Linked DNA regions of Pan troglodytes: regions 1 and 2 are each linked to region 3. A link is a contact called in public HiChIP or PLAC-seq data. All regions are on one chromosome and are shown on one strand. Each heading gives the region's core, a stretch centred on a gene start, on an enhancer-like site or on the middle of the called end of the contact. The rest is flanking DNA. Distances are from core to core; before and after follow the strand shown.

What was found. HiChIP or PLAC-seq counts read pairs in DNA pulled down with a chosen protein or histone mark.
Region 1: a contact with region 3 is called in an H3K4me3 HiChIP or PLAC-seq map of stem cell-derived excitatory neurons, with 6 times the contacts expected there. The contact joins the promoter of MAT2A here to the promoter of TGOLN2 in region 3. A contact is called at or near these places in 1 of 7 Hi-C or Micro-C datasets (stem cell-derived neural progenitor cells) and 1 of 1 datasets of contacts at active chromatin or transcription factors (stem cell-derived excitatory neurons).
Region 2: an H3K4me3 HiChIP or PLAC-seq map of stem cell-derived excitatory neurons shows a contact between it and region 3, with 4 times the contacts expected there. The contact joins the promoter of GGCX here to the promoter of TGOLN2 in region 3. A contact is called at or near these places in 1 of 7 Hi-C or Micro-C datasets (stem cell-derived neural progenitor cells) and 1 of 1 datasets of contacts at active chromatin or transcription factors (stem cell-derived excitatory neurons).

What each region holds. Positions count from the first base shown.
Region 1 is chr12:37,213,701-37,217,048 of NHGRI_mPanTro3-v2.0_pri, reverse strand. It overlaps MAT2A (methionine adenosyltransferase 2A), which reads left to right and starts at 1,398. Exons shown (of 9, transcript XM_001167501.8): 1 at 1,398-2,460. The coding sequence starts at 2,370.
Region 2 is chr12:37,190,960-37,194,487 of NHGRI_mPanTro3-v2.0_pri, reverse strand. It overlaps GGCX (gamma-glutamyl carboxylase), which reads right to left and starts at 2,097. Exons shown (of 15, transcript XM_515586.8): 1 at 1,941-2,097; 2 at 1,368-1,538. The coding sequence starts at 1,983.
Region 3 is chr12:37,418,728-37,422,186 of NHGRI_mPanTro3-v2.0_pri, reverse strand. TGOLN2 (trans-golgi network protein 2) reads right to left here and starts at 2,207. Exons shown (of 5, transcript XM_009442748.5): 1 at 1,345-2,207; 2 at 422-1,113; 3 at 1-247. The coding sequence starts at 1,390.

The DNA.
Region 1 (3,348 bases), core at 149-2,648, 200 kb after region 3:
TGCAGAAGTAGCAGCCAAATCACACTGGGGCCTTGAGTATGTAGAGATTTTAGTCCGTATCCCGACAGCAATTGAAAGCCACTGAAAAGTAATTCACAGGAAATATAGTTAACTTTTTTACAGCTTACATTAAAACAAATTATGTACTAGATACTGTGCTAAAGACTCTACTTGCACTATTTCAATCCTTGAAACAATCCTATGATGTACTATTAATATTCCAATTTTACAGAACGAGGATACTGATGCATAGAGAGGTCGTGACTCCAAACCCCTACTCTTACTGTATTACACCTACACACTATTCACAAGTGAGAGAAGTAGGTAAGCAACTATGTACAGCTAAATCTCATCTCCTTGGCAGGCCTAGCCCCACTGTGGAGTTGGTAGCACAGGGGTATCAGGATTTAATGAGCCAATCATTGACTTTACGCTCCTTGTTCTGACTCTCTAATAAAATAACCTTCCAGTTATATTCTGGCTTCCCATATAGATTTTTCTGCTGGGAGATAATGCACTGACCAGCCTACACACGCATTTTGTTCCAGTTGACAATTTTATTACACATTGTAAGTTAATAAATTGGCATTCTGCTTTAAAAAATAACAAAAAATTTTAATAGTCTTATACAGTTACTTTCCCATGAAGGGTTAGCTTGAAAAGTAAAAAGCAACGAATAAAAATATCATCACCTATTGTCTCTTTTGTGGTCGAACCTTTTCTTGCTGCCTGCTTTGAGCGACCGTGGATGTGGTCACTGAGTCTGGGGAGGAGCCCTTTATCTTCTTTGTCGATGCCCCCAGCACAGCCCAAGTGCTTCCTTTGTTTCCCACTGAGCCTTTAGCAAATCCCACCTTTCCTCCTGCACCGGCGGAGAGGATTGTTCTTGGGAATGCACCTTGTTCTACTGCCTCCAGCAGTAGACAGCTGGAGACTGTTACTAGGGGTCTCTCCTTCACCTCCCCAGCGTAAAGTACATCCCATGCTAGGAGCAGGCCGTTCCCTGAGAACCTCATTAAACCCGGCGTTCTTGTCACGCGCCCCGCTCAGGGCCACCAGGCCACCAGCCCGACCAGACCTGCACCGAGGCCCAGCCCCAGAACAAGCTGCAGAGACCCCCGCCCCCAAGGCGGGCTCCCTCCAAACGGGACTCCATACTCCTTGCTGGTTCAAGTTTTGTTTCGCTCTTTTTCCCTGTAATTCCTTTATTGGGCAAAACTGGGACAAACGCAGGTGGACATTTTAAAGTGAAAGCTTCATGAAACAGCCCATTCCACGCCGTCAAGAGATCTGCTTAAGCACATTCAAGGGAACGAATAGCCCCCACCCACCAAAAAAGAAATGTTCGTTCCATATTCTCCTGACCAGAGGATTGAAACATCGATTCCCCTCCCCCCCCTTTCAAAGGAACAGGAAGGCCACGGGGCAAGGACGGACTTGGGAGCGGCCTCCTTTCTCTCTGGAGGGAAAGGCTGGAGCGCTGCCTCCACTTTAAGTCCACGAACCACGAAGGGTGAGGATCCCTCAGAAACTTTAGCGCAGGGAAGCGGGCAGGAGAGCGATTGTTTAAATCGATGGCAGCACCCTCATTAATCTGCTTTCCGGCCATCTTCAGCAGAGCCATTCACCAGGAAACGACTAGAAGGTGGGCCTGCGCCCCTCAGATATCCCGGGGCCGGCAACAAGCCGGGCAGGGAGGCCGAAGGAAGGCCGTGAGGAGCCCTCGCTGGCCGGCCAAGATGGCCACCTTCACATGGCCGACCGCCACCGGCTCCCTGCCACCCGGCATCTAGAGGCGGGACGGCCAGAAAGACCCCAGCCGCAGCACAAAACCTCCGCGATTCCCGCCGCCTCCGCTGGGGGACGCGACCTCCGGGAAAGCTATCCCGGCCAACGGTCGGAAGGGAGGTGCCATGTCACCGCACAGGGGAGCGGGTCCAGCAAGCCCCAGTCGCTTTTTCTCCCACATGAAACAAGGAAGAGCAAACCCCCCCGTCTCCTCGCGTCTGCATTTTTCCCCTAGCTCTAGCGGCTCAAGATAGCTGAACGGTCTCTGGAGGGCTGGATTGCCACGGCACCTCCCGCGGCCGCGCAGTGTGGTTCAGCCCGGACTCCGCGGAGCGAGCTGCCCTTCCTCCTCCGACCCCCGCGCAAGTGCTGCATTGGCGCGCGGCGCCGAGGGGCGGGGCCCGAGCCGGGCGCGCGCGGGCGCTGCTCTATAAATACCGGGCCGCACCGCCCGCCGCTTCGTTCGCTCCGCGCCGCCCGCCTGCTACGAGTAGGACGCTGTCCGCAGCTTGCGCATTTCGCAGCCGCTGCCGCCTCGCCGCTGCTCCTTCGTAAGGCCACTTCCGCACACCGACACCAACATGAACGGACAGCTCAACGGCTTCCACGAGGCGTTCATCGAGGAGGGCACGTTCCTTTTCACCTCAGAGTCGGTCGGGGAAGGCCACCCAGGTGAGGGGACGGCCTGAAGCGAAGCGTGGGGCGGGGCAGAAGGCAGCGCCAAGGTCCGGCTGGTTGCGGCCGGCCGGTGGTGGGGCCCGCGCGGGTCGTCCTCGTCCGCCGGGTGATGGGAAGAGCGGCGACCGCGCGCTTTCCTCGTGGCGCCGCCAGGGCCTGGCGCGTGGCCGCCGCTCCTCTTCCCCCTCCCCTCTCCACCCTTCCCTTCCCCCCCTCCCTTTCCATTCGGTCGCGCGCCTAGGCATGCGGAAGGTTCCAGAAAACGTGAAGGGCGGGGGCTGTGGTCGCTAGTGAGTTCTGGCCGGGAAGGGAGGGCACTGTTAACCCCTCCCGGCCCTGCCGTCTGACAAACCTGGAGTGGGCGACCCGCCCCGCGTGCTCGCGTCCGGCCCTCGGGAGCGCGCGCCCCGCATTGCAGCGGCGACCACGTGTTTGCCGCATGTGGTGTCTGGGCGAGGGGGAGCCGTGGGCCTCCCCGGCTGTCCTGGCCCTCAGTTTGAGGGGTGGGGGGCCTATGCCTTGGGACGTCGTCTGGCTCCACTGCCTCAGTGGTTAGGTCTTGACTACACACTGGAGAATACGCACATGCCCTTCGGCGGATATGGCCTTGCCTCCAAGGTGACGGCCTCTGACTAAATATAGCGCATGTCCAAGAAGGCAGTCCTTATTTGGACCCCTTGTGAAAAGGATGGGAAGCATGAATTAGGAGCTGCCATTGCTTTGGGTTCGCATTTAAAGTCTTCGGTGCAGGGTTTTACTTGAGGCTTTGTCCGCTCAACCGCCATTATGGGGATCAATTGGCACGTGAAGGAGGAGTAAAGCTATTTCCAGGAACTGAGAATCTCAGCCTGAGCATATCGGCTAGTAAAGATGATTATTTGG
Region 2 (3,528 bases), core at 848-3,347, 230 kb after region 3:
CCTGTAATCCCAGCACTTTAGGAGGCTGAGGTGGGCAGATCACCTGAGGTTGGGAGTTCGAGACCAGCCTGACCAACATGGAAAAACCCCGTCTCTACTAAAAATACAAAAAAATTAGCCAGGTGTGGTGGCGCATGCCTGTAATCCCAGCTACTCAGGAAGCTGAAGCAGGAGAATCACTTGAACCTGGGAGGCGGAGGTTGCAGTGAGCCGAGATCACACCATTGCACTCCAGCCTGGGCAACAAGATTGAAACTCCGTCTCAAAAAAAAAAAAAAAAAAGAAAGAAAGAAAGTGCTCTGGGAGTGCTTCTCAACCTTTTCTGCTTCCTGGCACACTCCAAAAACAGTTGCATTTCGTCAACACCCTGGGAATAAACAGAAGAGGCTACTCAGATCAGGAAGCCAGCTTGAGATAAAGCAGGGTTTCTCAACTTCAGGACTAGTCACATTTTGGGCTGGTTAATTATTTATTGAGGGGGATTATCCAATGCACTACAGGACATTTAGGAGCACTCCCTGACCTCTATAGAGATGCCAGCAGCCACCTATTCTTCCTCCCCCAAGTTGTGACAACTAAAAATGTCTCTAAACATTGCCAAATGTCTTCCAGGGAGCAAAACTCCCTCCAGTTGAGAACTACTGGGCTAAGGGGACTAATATCTCTGCACATCTGTAAACCATTCCAAGCACACCATGCTGTGGCCTCAGTTAAGAAGCTCTTGATTAGGGAGTCACAGCCAAAAGGTATGGTCCCTGTGGCCCCCTGCTCTGTTTTTCTGAGTCTTCTGGGCAACTTCATGCCACAAGCAAAATGGGTCACTGCTGCCTCGCCTCTACATATCATATAGCATTTCTAGCTGGGTGCGGTGGCTCACACCTGTAATCCCAGCACTTTGGGAGGCCGAGGCAGGCGGATCACCTGAGGTCAGGAGTTTGAGACCAGCCTGGCCAACATGGTGAAACCCGTCTCTACTAAAAACACACATACAAAAAAAAATAAAAAATTAGCCGGGTGTGGTGGTGGGCGCCTGTAATCCCAGCTACTCGGGAGACCGAGGCAGGAGAATCGCTTGAACCCAGGTGGCGGAGGTTACAGTGAGCCAAGATAGCGCCATTGCACTCCAGCTTGGGCAACAAGAGCGAAAGTCCGTCCAAGGAAAAAAAAAAAAGCATTTCTGGCCACCAAGTAAATCCTAACTGTAGGAGACAAAGCAGGTTTAATCCTAAACTTCGCAAAGACCTCTTCTTTTATACCAATGTCTTCAGCTCTGAGGAAAAGGGAGCTAAGTCTACTTGCAACCAAAAAATAGAGATTGTCATTCTCCACTCTCAACCAAATTGCTCCCACCCGTAAACTGGACTCACCAAAAAGAAAACGAAAGACAGCTAGGCTTGCAGGGTCCGTTGGTCGATTCAGCAGGGTCACCAGCCTCCGCCAGCTGGACAAATCTGTCCACTCAAAACCCAAGAGTTTCCCTATTCGGCTGTCCTGCCTGGGCCCTGAGATCAGTTCAGCCTTGTCTTTCTGTACTTTATCTGCAATCAATAAATGGAGAAAGTGTGTGTGCGGGGGTGGACTCCACCTCAAATCAAAGAAATCACAGCACCAACAGCTCAGAGCTTCCGCCCACCCGGGTTGGCTCAATGAGGTTGCCTCAATGATCTGACTATAGGAAACATCCCTGCAGTGCAGCCCCTTCTCCACGATCCCCTAATGTCCCCGAACCCCTCAGACTACAGTCCCCTAACCGCAGTGTTCCCGAATGTCATCATCATTCAGAAGCCGCAGGCTGCAAATGTCTCACAGCACGCCCCCTTCCCCACAGAGGACCCCCCCCGACCGCCTCACCGGGAGACACTGGGCGTCCTCCCGCCCCCGCCCCTCTGAGACCAGCGCTCCTAGGAACTCTCCGCCTGAGGGCGGGGTCCTAAGCCTACCTGAGCTGGGCGAGGTCCGCGCGGACCCGGCAGACACCGCCATTGCTCTGCGGAGGAGGCAGGTGGGTCACAGCAGCCGCGTCTGAACGGAGGCCGCCAGGAGAATTTGCTTCCCTAGGCTCCGCCTCCCGACGCGTCAGCAGCTGTGCGGCCGGCCGCAAAGCGCCAGCACTGTCGTAAATACTACCCCCGACCGGCGGCGCCGGATTCCTTGCTTGGCGGCAGGGGGCGGAACAAGGAGCCTTGGAGCGGGGCAAAGGTACCCCTTAGTGCCGTTGATCTCCAGGGGCACTGTTAGACTCGCCTGTTATGCCTTCCGAGGGGGCCTCTGCTTTTTAAACACTGAAAAGAGTCTGAGTTCCCCAACTTCCTTGGGTCCTCCCCGACCCCATTAGTCCTCTCCGTCCCTGCGTCCCTGCGGTGCTCTCTGGTGTGAGGGATCGGGCGCAAAGGGCAAACTTTTTGTCAGAGTGACGCCGAGTTGAGGACGCGCCTGGAAATGTTGCCTGGGTTTTGAGCTATTGCACGACCCCTTCACTTTCTTTTCCAGGACCTGCAAAGAACCGAGGTTTCAAAGCAGTAGGGGCCGGGCACTGCTCTCGCTTGTAATCCCAACAGTTTGGAAGGCCAATGCGGGAGGATCGATAAAGAAAAAAAAAAAAGGCAACAACAAAAAAAGAAAAAACACTAAAAAAAAAAGTTAGCTGTGTGTCGTGGCGCGCTCCTGTGGTTTCAGCTACTCGGGAGGCTGAGGTGGAAGGTTCGCTTGAGCCCAGGAGTTCGAGGCTGCAGGGAGCTGTGATCGCACCACTGCACTTCAGCCTGGGGGACAGAGTGAGACCCCGTCTCAAAAAAAAAAAAAAAAAACAAGCCGGGTGCGGCAGCAAGCCTGTAATCCCAGCACTTTGAGAGGCCAAGGCGGGCGGATCACTTGAAGTCAGGAGTTAAAGACCAGCCTGGCCAACATGGTGAAACCCCGTCTGTACTAAAAATACAAAAATAATCCGGGCATGGTGGCGTGCGCCTGTAATCCCAGCTACTCGGGAGGCTGAGGCAGGAGAATCGCTTGAACCTAGGAGGCGGAGGTTGCAGTGAGCCAAGATCGCGCTACTGCACTCCAGCCTGGGCGACAGAGTGAGACTCCGTCTCAAAAAACAAACAAACAAACAAAAAAACAACGAAAAAGAAAGAGAAAGGAAAGAAAAGGCGGGAAGAAAAGAAAGAAAGAAAATTAAAAGCACACAGGGAAACAGGAACAACATAACTGAAGAGGGGATACAGAGCAAGGGCAGTGAGTAGAGTGTGGCCCATCAGGAAAGGTTCTCAGAGGTGAGTCTGGAACAGAATTAAATACCTAAATCTCTCCACTGGGATTAGCCAGCAGGAAAAGAAGAAGGCATCCCAGAGAAGCGGTTCTCAAACAGTTGGGTCTTGGGAACCATTTACAGTGTTAGAAATTATAGAAGACCCTAAAAGCTTTGTTTATGTGGATTATATCTTTCAATATTTGCCGTATTAGAAATTTTTTTGGCCGGGCGCGGTGGCTCACGCCTGTAATCCCAGCACTTTGGGAGGACGAGGCGAGTGG
Region 3 (3,459 bases), core at 958-3,457:
CAGTCACCAGATAGGCAAAGAAGTGGCTGCTCTCCGCGCTGCCATTTCCAGAACCGTTCGGATAAAGGTCATCCTTCTCGCTACCCGTGGAATCCGAAAGTGTCCCTTCACGGTTCTCACTGGAGGCAGAACCGGACATCTTTTCTTTCTCTTCTTTGGGCGGTGAGCCCTCCTCAGGTCCTGTATCATCATCTTCAGCCTCTTTGGGCTCCACATCCTCAGTAGGCTCTGAAGACTTAACTTCCTCCTGCGGGGGAGAAATGAGGTCAGTTTCCTCCCCAGATTCGGTTTTGAAAGCATGAGGAGAAAGCTTCCCTTTGTCAGCAAGCTGGTTTGTGTCAGCCTTGGGGAGCTCCTTGTTATCAGAAGGGTTGGAGATGGGCTTGGAATGGTCTTTCCGGGAAGGCGGCTCTAGAACCACCTTGTTAGGGCTGTCTTTTGAGGTCTGCTCCTCCGCACCCGACTTGCTGGGCCCGTCTATTGCGCCCTGCTCCTCTGCACCGGACTTGTTAGAGCCGTCTTTTGGAGTCTGCTTCTCCGCTCCCGACTTGTTAGGGACGTCTTTTGGGGTCTGATCCTCCGCACCCGACTTGCTGGAGCCGTCTTTTGGGGTCTGGCCGTCCGCACCCGACTTATTAGGGACATCTTTTGTGGTCTGCGCCTCCGAACCTGACTTGCTAGGGCTGTCTTTTTGGGTCTTTGCCTCCGCACCCGACCTGTTGGGGCTGTCTTCTGGGGTCTGCGCCTCCGCACCCGATTTGCCAGTGCTGTCTTCCGGATGCGACTTACTAGTGCTGTCTTTTGTGGTCTGCGCCTCCGAACCCGACTTGCTAGTGCTGTCTTTTTGGGTCTTTGCCTCCGCACCCGACTTGTTGGAGCTGTCTTTTTGGGTCTTTGCCTCCGCACCCGACTTGTTGGGGTTGTCTTCTGGGGTCTGCGCCTCCGCACGCGACTTGCTAGGGCTGTCTTTTGGAGTCTGCGGCTCCGGATCCGACTCGGTAGAGCCTCCAGGCCGTTGGCTCAAGCTGGGGTGGGTGGAGACGTTTCCTGCAGAAGGCCGTACTCCAGCTTCTTCTTGCTTGACACTTTTGGTGGCCAAGAGCGGCACGGCTCCTGAAATAGAAAAACGAGTTAGCACCGGAGAAGGGCAGGCGGGAAGAAGGAACTCCTCAGAACTGGAAGAGATCGGGAGCAGCGGGGGAATGGGGATTGGGGGGTGGGGCGGGAGACGATGGCGAGCGAAGAGGTGGGTCGGGTAGGGAAGAAGCGAGCCTAGAGGTGACCTGCCCAGGTGAGAATGGGGGATCTGGGGGCAAGAGTGGGATGCGGGATGGAGGGTCTTACCCGCCGCTGCGACGTTCAGGAGGACCAAGGCAACCACGAACCGCATCCTGCTCGGATAGCGCTTCCGCCCTCTAACGCTCTCGCGAGATCCGCGCGCGGGGCCCCTCTCCAGTCCCGCCCCTGCTGCGCGCGTCTCTCAGTCTCCCGCTGCCGCCAAGACGAAGGGCGGGATTTAGGGGGCAGCTGCTGATGTCTGCGCTCGCCTTCGGCTGCTTCGCTTACGGTCGCCGAGTGGAAGGCGAGCCTCTTCTTCCTGGTTTCTCGTCTCCACCACAGCCACAACAGTCTGGCCCTCCGTTTTTCGTCCCCTCCGCCTCGTACTTCCGAGACCTTACAGGCAGAGCTGGAGCTCCCTCGCCTCTCGCACTGGCCGCGGAAGTGAGGTCACTAGGGGCAGGCGCCTCTTGGCCACCACCATCGTGTGCTTGCGTTTCTATCCTCTGCTTTTTTCGTGGTTCCCTCCTGGCAGTACACAAACGTGCTGTGCTCTGGTCTCTCCCATGTGGGAATAAATCCATCCGATCACCTGCAAAGCGTTGCCTTCGCATCCTGGCCCTCCTCCTTCCCGACTCCACGGAGACGGTGTCCTTCCAGGTCGCCAAACATCTTTTCCAAAAAGTGCATCCTTTTTCTGATACAGAAGCAGAAAACAAAGCCTGACTCCTACCCTTCCGGGATAATCACTATTAATGTTTTAGTGTATTGTCTGCCCTCTAAACATTTTATGTTTTTGAATAGATAATACATTATAATGTTTCAGAAATGAAAACCGGATTTTAAAGTAAACAGACTTTAGAAAAGTCTTCCTACTCCTCCACAGGTTACCGCTTACATTAGTTTATTATGTGTCCATTTCGTTTTGTAAAAAAAAAAAAAAAAAAAAAAAGGACTCTTTCCCTTCTTAATTAGTGTATTTCTCTTTTCTTCTATGCATATTTATTTTCTCCCCATATTGGGATAATCAGGTAAGTGGTTTTGTATCTCACCGTTTACAGTTACTGTTATGTTTATACATTAAATGTCTGAAATCACTTTATGAACGATTGCCAGGCTTGGTGCTTTGGAGACAGTGATTTAAGAAATTATAGGTCTTATATGAGATTACATCAAGTTAAAAAGCTTCTGCACAGCAAAGGAAACAGTGAAGAAACAACCTACATAATGGGAGAAACTATTCGCAAACTATCCATCCGACAAGGGATTAATAACTAGAATATATAATAAACTCAAGGAAAAAATATAATTAAATGGGCACCAGCCGGGGCAACATGGTGAAACCCCATGTCTACCAAAAATACAAAAAATTAGCCAGTCATGGTGGCCTGTGCATGTAATCCCAGCTACTCAGAAGGCTGAGGATGGAAGGATTACTTGAGCCTGGGAGGTGGAGGTTGCAGTGAGTTAGCCAAAATCTTATCACTGCACTCCAGCCTAGGCAACCATCTCAAAAAAAGAAAAAGAAAAAAGAAAAACATGGGCAAAGGACCTGCTGAATAGACATATCTCAAAAGATGACATACAAATGGACAACATAGAAATGATATATGAAAAAATGCTCACTATCACTAATCATCAGGGAAATGCAAATCCAAACCACAATAAGAGATCATCTCAGCCCCAATTAGAATGGCTGTTATCAAAAGAAAAAAAAATACAAAATGGTGACAAAGATAAGAAGAAAAGGGAATGCTAATATCCTGTTGGTGGGAATGTAGATTAGTACAGCCATTATGGAAAACAGTATTGGCAGGGCATGGAGGCTCACACCTGTAGTCCCAGCACCTTGGGAGGCTGAGGCAGGCAGATGGCTTGAGCCCAGGAGTTCGAGATCAGCCTGGGCAACGTAGCAAGACTCTTGTCTCTATAAAAAAAAAAGGAAAACAGCACAGAGTTTCTCAAAAACTAAAAATAGAACTGCCATATGATCCAGTATTCCCACTGCTGGGTATGTACAAAAGAAAGGAAATAAGTATATCTAAGATATCTACTCCTGTAATCCCAGCACTTTGGGAGGCTGAGGCAGGGGGATCACATGAGCCTAGAAGTTCCAGACCAGACTGGGCAACATGGCAAGATCCCATCTCTCTTTTTTTTTTTTTGAGACAGGGTCTTACT